Linked DNA regions of Capra hircus: region 2 is linked to region 1. Evidence: chromatin contacts called from public Hi-C data. All regions are on one chromosome and are shown on one strand. The core of a region is the stretch at or near the end of the contact, and the rest is flanking DNA. Distances in the headings are between cores, read along the strand shown. Region 1 has its middle 29 kb from the start of MIR2284E. Region 2 overlaps TXNRD1 (thioredoxin reductase 1, cytoplasmic).

What was found. A called contact is a pair of places that touch in the nucleus more often than the background predicts.
Region 2: a Hi-C map of blood shows a contact between it and region 1, with 3 times the contacts expected there. The contact joins two enhancer-like sites. A contact is called at or near these places in 2 of 5 Hi-C or Micro-C datasets (blood and liver).

Annotation. Positions count from the first base shown.
Region 1 is chr5:66,510,363-66,516,835 of ARS1.2, reverse strand. No RefSeq gene overlaps it. Among named protein-coding and RNA genes, the nearest start is that of MIR2284E, 29 kb to the left of the region's middle. Within about 2 kb of position 3,910, at least 1 of the 5 cell types and tissues checked has an H3K27ac peak or open chromatin away from gene starts, as enhancers often do.
Region 2 is chr5:66,649,308-66,655,780 of ARS1.2, reverse strand. TXNRD1 (thioredoxin reductase 1, cytoplasmic) reads right to left here. Exons shown (of 16, transcript XM_005680561.3): 15 at 5,699-5,833; 16 at 1-89. The coding sequence ends at 27. Among named protein-coding and RNA genes, the nearest start is that of EID3, 44 kb to the right of the region's middle. Within about 2 kb of position 3,965, at least 1 of the 5 cell types and tissues checked has an H3K27ac peak or open chromatin away from gene starts, as enhancers often do.

The DNA of each region.
Region 1 (6,473 bases), core at 2,661-5,160:
TCAGTGTTGCTATGTATAAAAGGCTGCATTGGCACATGTTACAAAAAGTGCAAGTCTATCTCAATAAATTCTCCCAGTGGAGCTGGTAGCAGAGGGAGCTTTGGGCATATGAGTTAGCATCTGGTCCCTGCCTGTTTTGTTTTATAGCCTTCTTCCAGTTTTATTGAGATATAGCTGACATACAGAACTGTATAAGTTCAAGATGTACGGCCTAATAATTTACATACATAGATCATGAAATGATCACAATACGTTTAGTGAACATCTGTCATCTCATACAGAACCAAAATTCAAGTATTAGGAAAAAAAATTTCCCTTGTGCTGAGAACTCAGAATTTACTAATCTCTTGATAACTTTCATATAAAACACCTAGCAGTGTTAATTATATTTATGTTATACATCTCATCCCTGGGCTTTCCTGGTGGCTCAGATGGTAAAGAATCCTCCTGCAGTGCAGGAGACCGGAGTTCGATCCCTGGGTTGGGGAGATATCCTGGAGAAGGAAATGGCAACCCATTCCGGTATTCTTGCCGGAAGAATCCCATGGACAGAGGAGCCTGGTGGGCTACAGTTCATGGGGTCGCAAAGAGTTGGCCAGAACTGATTGATTAAGTGCGCACACACAGACATTACATCTCTAGTACATATTTATCTTATAACTGAAAGTCTGGAATTTTGTACTTTCTGATTGTCTTCATCAATTCCCCTTTCTGTCAACCCCCGAGCCCTCTGTCTCTGGTAAATACAAATCGGACAAATCTGATTCTTTTTTCCCCGCAGCCACTCCACATATCATGTGGGATCTTAGTTCTCTGACCAGGGATCACACCCACACCCCCTGCATTGGAAATATGGAGTCTTAACCATTGGAACACTGGGGAAGTACCCTGATCTCTTTGTTCAATGAGTTTGTTTGGTTTTGAAGTATAATTGATCTAAAGCATTCTCTTAGTTCCTGTTACACGACCTGTTACACATGTGCATGCATGATAAGTCGCTTCAGTTGTGTCTGACTCTTTTGCAACCCCATGGACTGTAGCCTGCCAGGCTCCTCTGTCCATGGGATTCTCCAGGCAAGAATACTGAAGTGGGTTTCCATACCCTTCTTCTGGGAGATTTTCCCGACCCAGGGATTGAACCTGCATCTTCTGTGACTCCTGCCTTGCAGGCAGATTCTCTATTGCTAAGCCACCGGGGAAGCCCATAGTTATCCAATATTTCTATACATTTCAAAATGATCGCCAAGATAAACCTGATATGTTATGTTACCACTCAGAGATATTGCATTATTATTGGCTATATTCCCCACACTGTGCATTTTATATGTGTGACTCATTTATTTTGCAACTAGAAGTTTGTGCCTCAGTCTGCCTCACCTATTTTCCTTCTCCCTCAGGCCCCTCCCCTCTGGCAATTACCTGTTTGTTCTCCATATCTATGATGCTGTTTCTACTTTGTTGTTTGCACACTTGTTATTTTTTAGATTATATATTTAAGTAAAATCATACAGCATTTGTCTTTTCCTGTCTGACTCACCTCACTTAGCATAATATCCTCTAGGTTGATCACAAATAATAAGATTTCATTCCTTCTCATGGCTGAGTAATTCTTTGGGCTTCTCTGATGGCTCAGTGATAAAGATTTCATCTGCCATTGCAGGAGATGTGGGTTTGACACCTGGGTCAGGAAGATCTCTGGAGAAGGAAATGGCAACCTACTCCAGCATTCTTGCCTGGGAAATCCCATGGACAGAAGTGTCTAGAGGGCTGTAGTACATGGGGTTGCAAAAGAGTCAGACACGACTTAGTGACTGAACAACAGCAACAGTATTCTTCTTTATCTGTTCACCTATCAATGGACATTTAAGTCACTTCCATATCTTGGCTATTGTAAAGAATACTGCAATAACATAAGAGTGCACATATCTTTTCTAATTAGTGTTTTCTTTGGATAAAATCCAGGAGTGAACTTGCTGGAACTTATGGTAGTTCTATTTTTACTTTTTTGAGGGAACTTTATACTGTTTTCCATAGTGGCTGCACAGTCATTCGATTTTTATTATTTCCTTTGAGTCTCCAGGAAACCCAATGAGGTTCAGAGAGGTAAGGCAAGTCACTCAAGAGCGTGTAGCTGATGTGAGGCGGGTTGGAGACGTCAACCTCCATCTTCTGCCTGCACATCCGGTGCCCTTTCCCTCTGACACACCTGCAAGGGCTAGAGACTAGGACCTAAATCCTTGAATAAAGTCTTTGATTGCTGAAGACTGATAAAATGCGGGGACTCCACATCTGTGTTCATAGACGCATTATTCACAAGAGCCAAAAGGTGGAGCCAATCCAGGTGTTCACTGAAGGGTAAATGGAGAAACAGAATGTGGTCTATACCTGCCCTGGGGCAGTGCCTGCATGCTAAGTGGCTCAGTCATGTCCAGCTTTTTGCGACCCTATGGGTTGTAGCCTGCCAAGCTTCTCTGTCCATGGGATTCTCCAGGCAAGAATACTAGATGTCTCCTGTATCAGCAGGCAGGTTCTCTACCACTAGTGCCACCTGGGAAGCCTGCAATGGGACATTGTTCAGCCTTAAGAAGGAAGGAAATTTTGACACACACTACAACATAGATGAACTGAGAGGACATTGTGCTAAGTGAGTCAGACACGAAAGAACAAATATGCATGATTCCATTATATGAGATGCTTAAAGCAGGCAAATTCATGGAGACACAGAGCAGATGGTGGTTACCAGGGACTGTGGGCAGGGAGAAATGGGGACTTGGTGTCCAATGAGCCCAGAATTTCAGTTTGAGGAAATGAAGAGAGTTCTGTGGCTGTGTGATGGTGGTGGTTGCACAACAATGTGAATGTACCGAATTCCACTCAGATGGACACTTGAAAATGGTTAGAATGGTGAATTTTCTCTTCTGTGTCTTTTGTTTTTTTCTTGGCTGTGCCAAGAGGCAAGTGGGATTTTAATTTCCCATCTAAGGACTGAACCTGTGCCCCCTACAATGGAAGTGAGGAGTCTTAACCACTGGCCTGCCAGGGAATTCCCAGATCACAATTTTTAAAAATTAAAAAGAAAGAAAAAGCTGACTTCTTTAACTGGCTTCATGAATACGAGGTAAATTAGTATTAACTCAGGTCAGAGGGCAATGCCTTTGTTGGAGTATGCTCTTGTTAACACTTTCTGAGTTAATGTGGCGTGTACTGTGGATATCTGGCCACCTTTGACTACCTAGCACCCCACCCCACTTCCCCTGGGGAACAGAATCCATCTTTTTTTTTGGTAGAGTAATGAGTCTGAGTGAACTCCGGGAGTTGGCGATGGACAGGGAGGCCTGGCGTGCTGCGATTCATGGGGTCGCAAAGAGTCGGACACGACTGAGCGACTGAACTGAACTGAACTGAACTGAACACATACTGTGAAGTTCAAGGAGACCCAGACCAAACCAGTCATGTACTTCGTCACTTTGGTCACAGACATTTGCGCAAACAGAACCTTTATGTCATTTGAGCAAACAAACGCTTAGAGACATTAAGTGGTTTTTATTAGAATGTCTTCCTACTTCAGTTTGAATGCCAGAGTGATTTTACAGCATGTTTACAAATTATTTAACGCTAGTCCCTTCAAAAGGTGGAGACTATTATCCCTGAGCATAACAGTACTCAGTGACTCACTTCTGACAAAGAGGATGCTGCATAAATGAGTCATCTGTGGCTAAATCATAAATGACATGTGCTTCTCACGAGAATGGGATGGCTGGTTCTGGAGGACACTGGCTGCCATGTTATGACAATGCTTAAGCAGCCCTAGGGAGAGGTTCATGTGGTGAGAAGTTAAGGCTTCCTGCCAATAGCGTGGACCCAAGGCCATCAGCCAGCAGCCAGGTAAGTCACACGGAAGGATCTTGGAAGCAGATCCTCCAACCCCAGTTAAGCCTTCAGATGACTTTGATGACTGCAGCCCCAGCCAACATCTGACTGCAACTTTGAGACCTTGTACCAGAATCACCCAGCTAAGTTGTTCCTAAATCTCTTCTTTTGGAGGGCGACACTGCAGCATTTGGGATCTTAATTTCCCAACCAGGGATCGAACCTGTGCCCCCTGTAGTGGAAACACAGAGTCTTAACCACTGGACCATCAGGAAGTCTCATGCTCCTAAATTTGACTCACATAAATAGTGAGACAATAAAAGGTTGTTTTTTAAGTGATGTAATTTATTTTTTAATCACAGTAAAACACACATAACATTTACCATTTTTTAGGTATATAGTTTGGTGGTGTCAAGTACATGCATATTGTTGTGCAACCATCTAGCTTCAGAACATTTTCCTTTTTGCAAAAACTTCAGACTTCACCTGCATCGTCAGCAATTCTGGGTCTTGAGACTGCTCACCCACGCAGCTGATTTTGGACTTATCAGCCTACATAACCATGGGAGCCAGCTCCTTATAAGTTTCTTAAATCTTTTTCTGTATATAAACATACACATTCTGTTGGTTCTGTCTCTGGAGAACCCTGACTAACACAATACTGTATGTGAACGTGCATTCAAAACCAGTCTGGAAGTGCCCGTCGTCTTAGAAACGCTCGGTCTGCAGCCTCACACGTCACCCCATTTAAGAATCCTGTAGGCAAATTCATCCCAGTCCTTTGTGCTTTTGTGACGCCTCTCCATCAAGCATTAGTTCCTCAGTCATGTCTGACTCTGCAACTCTGTGGACTGTAGCTTGCCAGGCTCCTCCGTCCATAAAATTCTCCCAGCAAGAAGGCTGGAGTGGGTTGCCATTTCCTTCTCCAGGGGATCTTCCTGACCCAGCGATCGAACACAGGTCTCCCACATTACAGGCAGATTTTTACCATCTGAGCCACCAGGGAAGCCTCTCCATGATTGGCTGGAATGGCAGCAAGATTGTAACTTCATTTCCTCACAGTTGTAAAGAAGAAAGAACCGAAACTCAAAATTCTTGACATGTCCCCACGTGCATCTTAAATGTTCACATAATCAGCTTACTGAATAACACATTCTTAAAAGCATTCAATTTTTTCTAGATTGCTCTATATTGTTCAGTTTTCTTAAAAAGCCATTGTACTGCAGGGTGTACATATGAATATGGTGTGTGGTGGTTGTTTAGTTGCTAACTAAGCTGTGTCTGACCCTCCGCAACCCCATGGACTGTAGCGTGCCACGGTCCTCTGTCCATGGCATTTCCCAGGCATGAATACTGGAGTGGGTTAGCATTTCCTTTTATGTAATAATGTGTAAAAAAAGATACTGATAGATCAATCAACTGATCTAACATCTGTTTATCTATCTATTCTTACATGTCCATGCTTGCATATTCATGAACCTTCTCTGGCAATTCACAAATGAAACTGGTAACACTGGCTGTGTCCTAAGACAGGACACATAAGATAGTAGGGGAAAACGGATGGAGAGTTGATTGAAAAACATGAATTTATTCCTCACATTTCTGGAGGCTGGAACTCCAAGATCAAGGCACCAATAAATTTGATGTCTCATGTGAGCACACTTCCTTGTTTGTAGAGGGCCATCTTCTTGCAGTGTCCTCACCTGGTAGAAGGGGAGAGGGATCTAGGTGGAGTCTTGTAAACATATCTTAATCTTTATAAACACATTAATCCCATTAAGGAGGGCTCCATTATCATGACCTAATTACCACTCAGAGGCCTCGTTCCTAATACCATCACACTGGGCATTAGGATGTAACATGAATTTGGGAGAAATACAAACATTCAGTTATAGCATCCAGCAAGACGGGACCATTTAAATAAATTATGTTGTTGTTTAGTTGCTTGGTCATGTCTCACTCTTTTGCAACTCCCTCTAGACTGTAGCCCACCAGGCTCCTCTGTCCCTGGGATTTCCCAGGCAAGAATACTGCGATGGGCTGCTGTTTCCTTCTCCTAGGGATCTTCCCAACCCAGGGGTTGAACCTACGTCTCCTGCACTGCAAACAGATTCCTTACTGCTGAGCCACAGGGGAAGTCCAAATAAATTACGACATATCCATAGAATGAAATGCTTGGCCTCCAGAAAAAGAATGAGAAAGTTTTTATGTGCTAATATGCACAGTCTCCAAAATCATTTTTAAGTATAATAAGCCAGAGCAAGGTATATAGCCACATGAAGAGCATACTACCATTCTGTTTCTTGTTTTTAAAAAGAGAAAAGAGAAAAAGAATCTATATATGTACTTATAAGTATAGATTTTGTCTGTGTAAGGATTTACAAAGTAGTAACAATAGTTGTTTCCAGTGAGGGAGGACTAGGGAAGTGGAGACAGAGGTGGGTGTGACTTCGGCTGCACATATCTTTTGGTATCTCTTGAATTTTGAATCATGAATGCAAACCATATTTTAAAAGAAACTCCTTTTAAAAAGTTCAGGGGACTTCCCTGGCCAGGGGCTAAGAATCTGCCTTCCAATGCAGGGACTGTGGGTTCAGTCCCTG
Region 2 (6,473 bases), core at 2,716-5,215, 140 kb before region 1:
GGCAGCATCTACACTGGGGCTTAACCTCAGCAACCGGTCTGGAGGATGTTTCCCCCGGAGCGCTTGGTCACCGACAGAGTCGTGAACACCTGCAGGGGTGGAAACAACATGAGAGTTTCAGACACTGGGACGAAAGTTAGCAGAGCAGTTGAGATAACACCATATGTACAAAGGATGACTTGGCCGAGTACTTAAAATGTGTACAACAGAGGATAATACGACCAACGTAAGCATTTCACCAAGGTAAAGCAGAGAAAATGTAGGCTCTATCTAATAAAGCACTTATTATTAGCATGTGATTTATGAAGTGATTAAAACAATCTCCCTGGTTGCTTATTAATTCTAAAAGAAACGCGCCATGGAATATTCTGGATACACAGAAGGGAATAAAGTGTACTATTCCAAATACCCTTGTGCCCAGCTCAGACAGCCTCATAATGTGGTTAGAACTCTGTGTGTGTCCCCCGCTCCTGAGCTGATCCTCTCTCCCTTTACACACTCTTATCATGATCTCCTTCAGTCGACTACTCCCTTTCAGGCAGGTTGAATCAGCTGGAGAGATCCGTTGAAGCTGGGCCTCTCCAGCCACCGTCTCTCCTGAGCTCCAAGACAGTAAGACCGGACCCACACCTCTTCAGACTTAACTCTGTCCAGCACTGACCCTGTCTTCACTTAACCCAGCTCCTCCCAGTGATCGGCATCACCACTACTTGGCTGCTCAGGCCATGAGCTTGGAATTGATTCTTAATTCCTCTGTTTCCACCACTGTTGATATATCATCATTTAGTAAGTCTTAGGTATCTTGCTTCTCTTCTGTCAAATCTGATCCTTCTTCATGTTAACACTACTGTGATCATTTTGTTTCCAAAACAGATGGTGCCTTCACCTCCCTGTGATGACCCTATATGGACACGTCATACATTCCTGCCCTACTGGACATGGATGTCAGGGACAGGGGCTTGCTCTGGCCAAGGAGGGGAAGTGGAAAGCATCACTTGGGAACACAAGCCCTGAGCACCAAGGTGCTCTTCCTGCACCTCCTGTCTCTCTGCCATTAAGCCACAGTGGCCCCAGAAGAAGCTGCCCTGTCAGCTGGGTCCTGGAGTGACGACAGCAGGGAGCTGGGCTGCAGCTGATCCATGATGACCTCCAAGCCCCACAAGGCATACAGGAAAAACAAAACCACACCCAAACTGACTATCCATACTGCTCAGGCATAAAAACAAAGTAATTTTGTGTTTAGCAATGTGGGAGACCTGGGTTCGATCCCTGGGTTGGGAAGATCCCCTGGAGAAGGGAAAGGCTACCCACTCCAGTACTGTGGCCTGGAGAATTCCATGGACTGTATAGTCCATAGGGTCACAAAGAGTTGGACACGACTGAGCGACTTTCACTTCACTTCACTTCAGCGAGCCAGTGAGTGTCTCACTGAGACAAGAAGCCATGGCCTATTTGGGAGAGCCCCAGTGGAAGCAAGACTTATTGTCAGCATACCTGGACACCCTCTTTGGTCAGCTGCATCTTTGATTTTCAAGAAATATTTGGTTTCCTGATTTTTAATACAAAGAGGAAAGCACAAGAAATTGAGGCCGTTTTGACTTCTACAGGTCAAAACAATAGGAATCAGCATCAAAAATACTTGTGAATAAGAGGGGAAAACAATTCTGTGTAAAGGAGGAACAATACTGAGAAAAATCCTTAGTCTATTTAACCTTAAAGCAGTGACAAAGCCTTTTTTCCCCCTCTATGCCAATTTATCAGCAGCACTGCAAAAAAAGTCAGACCCAAGTAATAATGGCTAGTAAAACATTTAAAGCATGAACCCAGAAGAAAATGTGAGAACAATTCACATTCCCAAAAATAATAATTATAAGAAGTTCATCCTTATTAACAAAGATATGTGAAAAGGCTTGAAACAGTCCTTTCTTTTGAACTTATTACAGAAAAAGTTGCACTGAATTTTGCAATATTTTCATGAGCACTCAAATTCAAAGCTGATGGCACTATAAACTAGTACAACTATTTTTTGAAGAGCAATATAACTCCTTTGTTTAAAAAAAATGTGTGACTGTGGATGAGATCAGCAAGATAATATGCAATAATGAAAATAGCTGTGTTCAAATGCTGGTATTACAGGCAATTTAAAATACCATCAAACATGCTCTCTTTCCAATTTTCTAAAGAAAGAAAAATAATGAGCAAGGGAATACATTAAAGCCAATTTCATGCTTGTGAATTTGTAAGCTTATGTTTTATTCCTCAGGAATTAATTTAGAAATAGAACTTGTAGGATGTGTGGATAAAAAACTGCTGCTAAGTCGCTTCAGTCATGTCTGACTCTGTGCGACCCTGTAGACGGCAGCCTACCGGGCTCCTCTGTCCCTAGGATTCTCCAGGCAAGAACGCTGGAGTGGGGTGCCATTTCCTTCTCCAATGCATGAAAGTGAAAAGTGAAAGTGAAGTCGCTCAGTTGTGTCTGATTCTTTGCAACTCCATGGACTGCAGCCTACCAGGCTCCTCCATCCATGGGAGTTTCCAGGCAAGAGTACTGGAGTGGGTTGCCATTACCTTCTCCAAGGATAAAAAACTAAACCCATCAAAAATGGAAAGAAACGAAGGGGGAAAGAAAGAGCTCTTATCTATTTCTCTTCTACTGGAAACATGTTAAAGACACGGAGGAAGCCAAACTGCCATTGCTGGTTAGTCTATACGGAAAAAAACAAACAGGGTCAATTCCTACATGGATCTTATACGCACAGACCTGATTTACAATTGTCCTAAAAATATACTTGAAAAAAACGAGCAGAGGCAGCTTCTTGATCCCAGGACAAAGAACACTCTAACAAAAGGGTAAATAAACACTATGGGAGGCATGTACGTCTCTTACCCAGCCAACCCCTCCGAGCCTTACAAGATCCCCCCACCCCATCCACTGTAGACTGGGATTCTGTTGACTATTAATGAAACAAAACTTTCGATGTCTGGCACTAAAATTCATTTAAGACATTTCACAGGTCTTGTCTCTGATGCTCCTTCTTCTTAAGCCATTATTTTTTCTTTACAGATAAACTTAATTAGTTGAAACTACTACTCAAAATCACATGTGATCAGTTTCTTCAATTATTACTGCTCAGATGTCCAGGATAAATAACCATCACACCAACCTCAAACTGAATAACGCTCGTGCGTCACTGACACCTCAGACCTTGAGAATTCCTCTCTCACCAACACCGCGGGGCTTTCATCAAAACACCAGTAGTCTCTCCTCCTCCCACAGCGACTCCAGAAGGAAACCCCGTGGAAACTATTTTCCTCCAAAAAAGCAAAGCCTCCACCGAGGAATACGTCAGCTCCTATAGGGAACTACTTCGGAGCCAAAGGCTGTGCAATCACCCAGGTTCTTTTATTGAAATGGTACAAACCACCCACAGCTGGTGTGGCACTGCGATAGCAGTCCTGAGGGCCTTCAGGTCCCCGAATAAACCATGATCTCTGCCACACAGGGTTCTCGTACTTGGTGCTACCTCGGACTGGCTGACACGAATGCATGCTTCTCCTCTTGTGCGGGAACTGCCCCCAACGCCACGGTGCACTTGTCCTGAGCCCCCACCACCCAGATGTGTGCCCGGCCCTTCCCTCACCCGCCTGGCTGCTCTGACTCAAACCCCTGCTGCTCGCCAGCACCCAGCACGGAGCTAGGCACACAGCTGCACAACAAATGCACTCAGAGGGAGACAGCGGCAGCCAGTTTTTAAATCTCATTAATCAGTTGCCTCCGTGGAAACAAGACAAAGAGAAAAGCGCTATGAAAAGAGCGAATGTTCACCTCTGAGCTTCAAAGTCATACGAGAAACAGCAGATGGAGACGCACAGCGGCACACGCTTCAGGAGGGTTTCCAGCATGCCAGGTGCAGCGCGGGCAGAGGCCTCCGGCTGACCTCTCCGCGGGCCTGGACTTCAGGGGGACGCCTGCCTTCTCCACTGCACCTCTCTGCCCAGCTGGCAGTCAGCCTGCAGACAGTGCCGCGTGCTGCCACTGGGTCATGACATGACACGACACAACCAGGGAGGCAGCAGGAGCCACGCTCACGTCAGCCTTTAACCAGTCTGCTGAGAACCACGTTCAGATTAAAGAACTAAACGCTCGCATAGCCAAGTTGGGAAGGGATGTCTTTATCCTGGTTGAGGATGACTGCTGTTTTAAAGTATCCGAGACTTTAACCATACCCACCGTTGTGGGTTGAATAAAGTCCTCCAGAAAGAGAAGCTCAAGTCCTAGGCCTCAGTGCCTGTGAATGTCGTGACTTTGGTTAGAAACAGGGTCTTTACAGATGTAACGAAGTGAAAACGAAACCATGCTGGATCAGCAGGGCCCTAATCCACACCCTTACAGTAGGAGGGAAATCTGGACCCAGACACACAGCAGGTAAGGCCACATGAAGCCAGAGGCAGAGGATATAAAGGCAAGGAAGGCCTCGTCTCCAGGGGCCCTGGAGGGAGCATGGCCCTGCTTTCAGACCCTGGCCTCCAGCACTCTCATAGAAGACATTTCTGCTGTTTTTAAACACCTAAGTTGCAACGGTGCGTTATGTCAGCCCCAAGAATCCAACACACTGTTTTTGAAAAAGAATGACAATAACTGGCTCCTCTCCTTCCCTAGACAGTCTTAGTCATGACACTGAATAAAAGATACACTGCACAATCTTCAAGAGCTTTTAAAAATCTATTCTCTTTTCTATTTTTATGTATCATTTTTCAAAATTCAGTTTTACTTCACAAAAACAAGTTTTCAAAAACAAAACAACAAATAAAACCCAGAACAAAACAACATATACAAAGTTCTCTGACCTGGTCACTAAACAGGCGCATATTAGTATAGAGGAAGACACTCAGGGAAAAGACAGAGCAAAAGGAAACGAGAACATCCTTCCAGGCTGCACTTCTCAGCTCCGTTCCTAAGCCTTTTGATGTGTACCTCCCCCGGCCTCCAGGTTCTCCAGTGGACGCATGCCTGGCCTACAAGCCCTACTTAGTGGCAGCGCGGTAAGTAACTGGCCCATGGATGAGCACTGACGGGTGTGGAGAAACGCTGACACCCGGAGGCCCCGCTGGGAAGCTTCCAGCTCTGCTGTCATTGGCTTGATCTTTCTTTCACAAGCTTCGCTTTCTCATCCTTTGACACTAAAAGCTAACAAGGGAGACGACATCATTAGCCTGCAGGTAGCTCAGGGATAACTAGCACTGACGCTCGTTTTGAGTACGAATGTCATCATCAGCTGATCGCCATGAAAATAATTTATGACACATGATAAACGATTTGAAGCATATCCGTATAAATCACTCTCATCATTTTTACTATTCAGCAGCACGACAGTACTATCTAGTGGGCTTTCCAGGTGGTGTAGTGGTAAAGAATCCGCCTGCCAATGTAGGAGACACAAGAGGCTCGGGTCCGATCCCTAGATCGGGAAGATCCCCTAGAGTAGGAAATGGTAACCCACTCCAGTATTCTTGCCTGGAGGATCCCACTGTCAGAGAAGCCTGGTGGGCTACAGCCCATGGGGGTCACAAAGAGTCAGACATGACTGAGCACACACAGACAGGCACTATCTAGCCTTAATTGAAAGTGTGGAGAAAATATAATAATAAGAAAGTGTGGAGAAAACATAATAATAATAAAGAAACTGTAGAGACGCACCTCTGCGCAAACAGGGTGGATCCCGATGGTGCTGTCCAGCTGGTCCTTGGTCAGCCCACATTTGAGTGCCGCTGCGAACCCCTGGGTCACCTCTCCAGCATTCGGACCCAGTAGGTGAAAGCCCACAACACGTTCCTAAGATACAAAAAAGTGATACGATTATGTAGAATTTTCCCTCCTTAACAGCCTGGAATATTTTTCCAGTCTAACCTAAAAAAAAACCCATTCAGAAATACTGATGCTTGCTGCTGAAAACTGTGTAGGCTGAAGGTACTGCAACACGGGCTAATACAGAACTGTGGTCACATTAAGCAAGAAGGAAGAGAAGGAACCAGCCATTGGTGATGATGAGGAAGAACACTTTGCAAAAGCAAAAATGTGTGCAACCCCGTAAGCACCAAAATGTTCTGGAAAGCGTTTTCAAAGGGCTGTTGGAAAGTGTTTTCAAAGGGCTGTCCAGTGGTCCCCTCATCTCTATCTGGTTGTCTCAAAGCTCCACCTGTGGTAGCTCAAACATTTAAGAGCAGCCATTCAAATTAAAAAACCATTTAAACTGAAGTTTGGGGAGTAGACAGAAGAACCTGAGAGCCTTCCAATGTGAAAACATTTTTGAAAGCAAGAGAAAAATATTTGGCAATTCTGAAATACCTGTGTGAGAATCATTTTGAATAAATGCTAAATCCAAACTCAGGCTACCCCTGCCAAGAGCAGGGAAACCTGTTGCATTCTACTGTGCAGACTTTCCAAGCTCTGGGCTGGCCCATCCAATCCAACC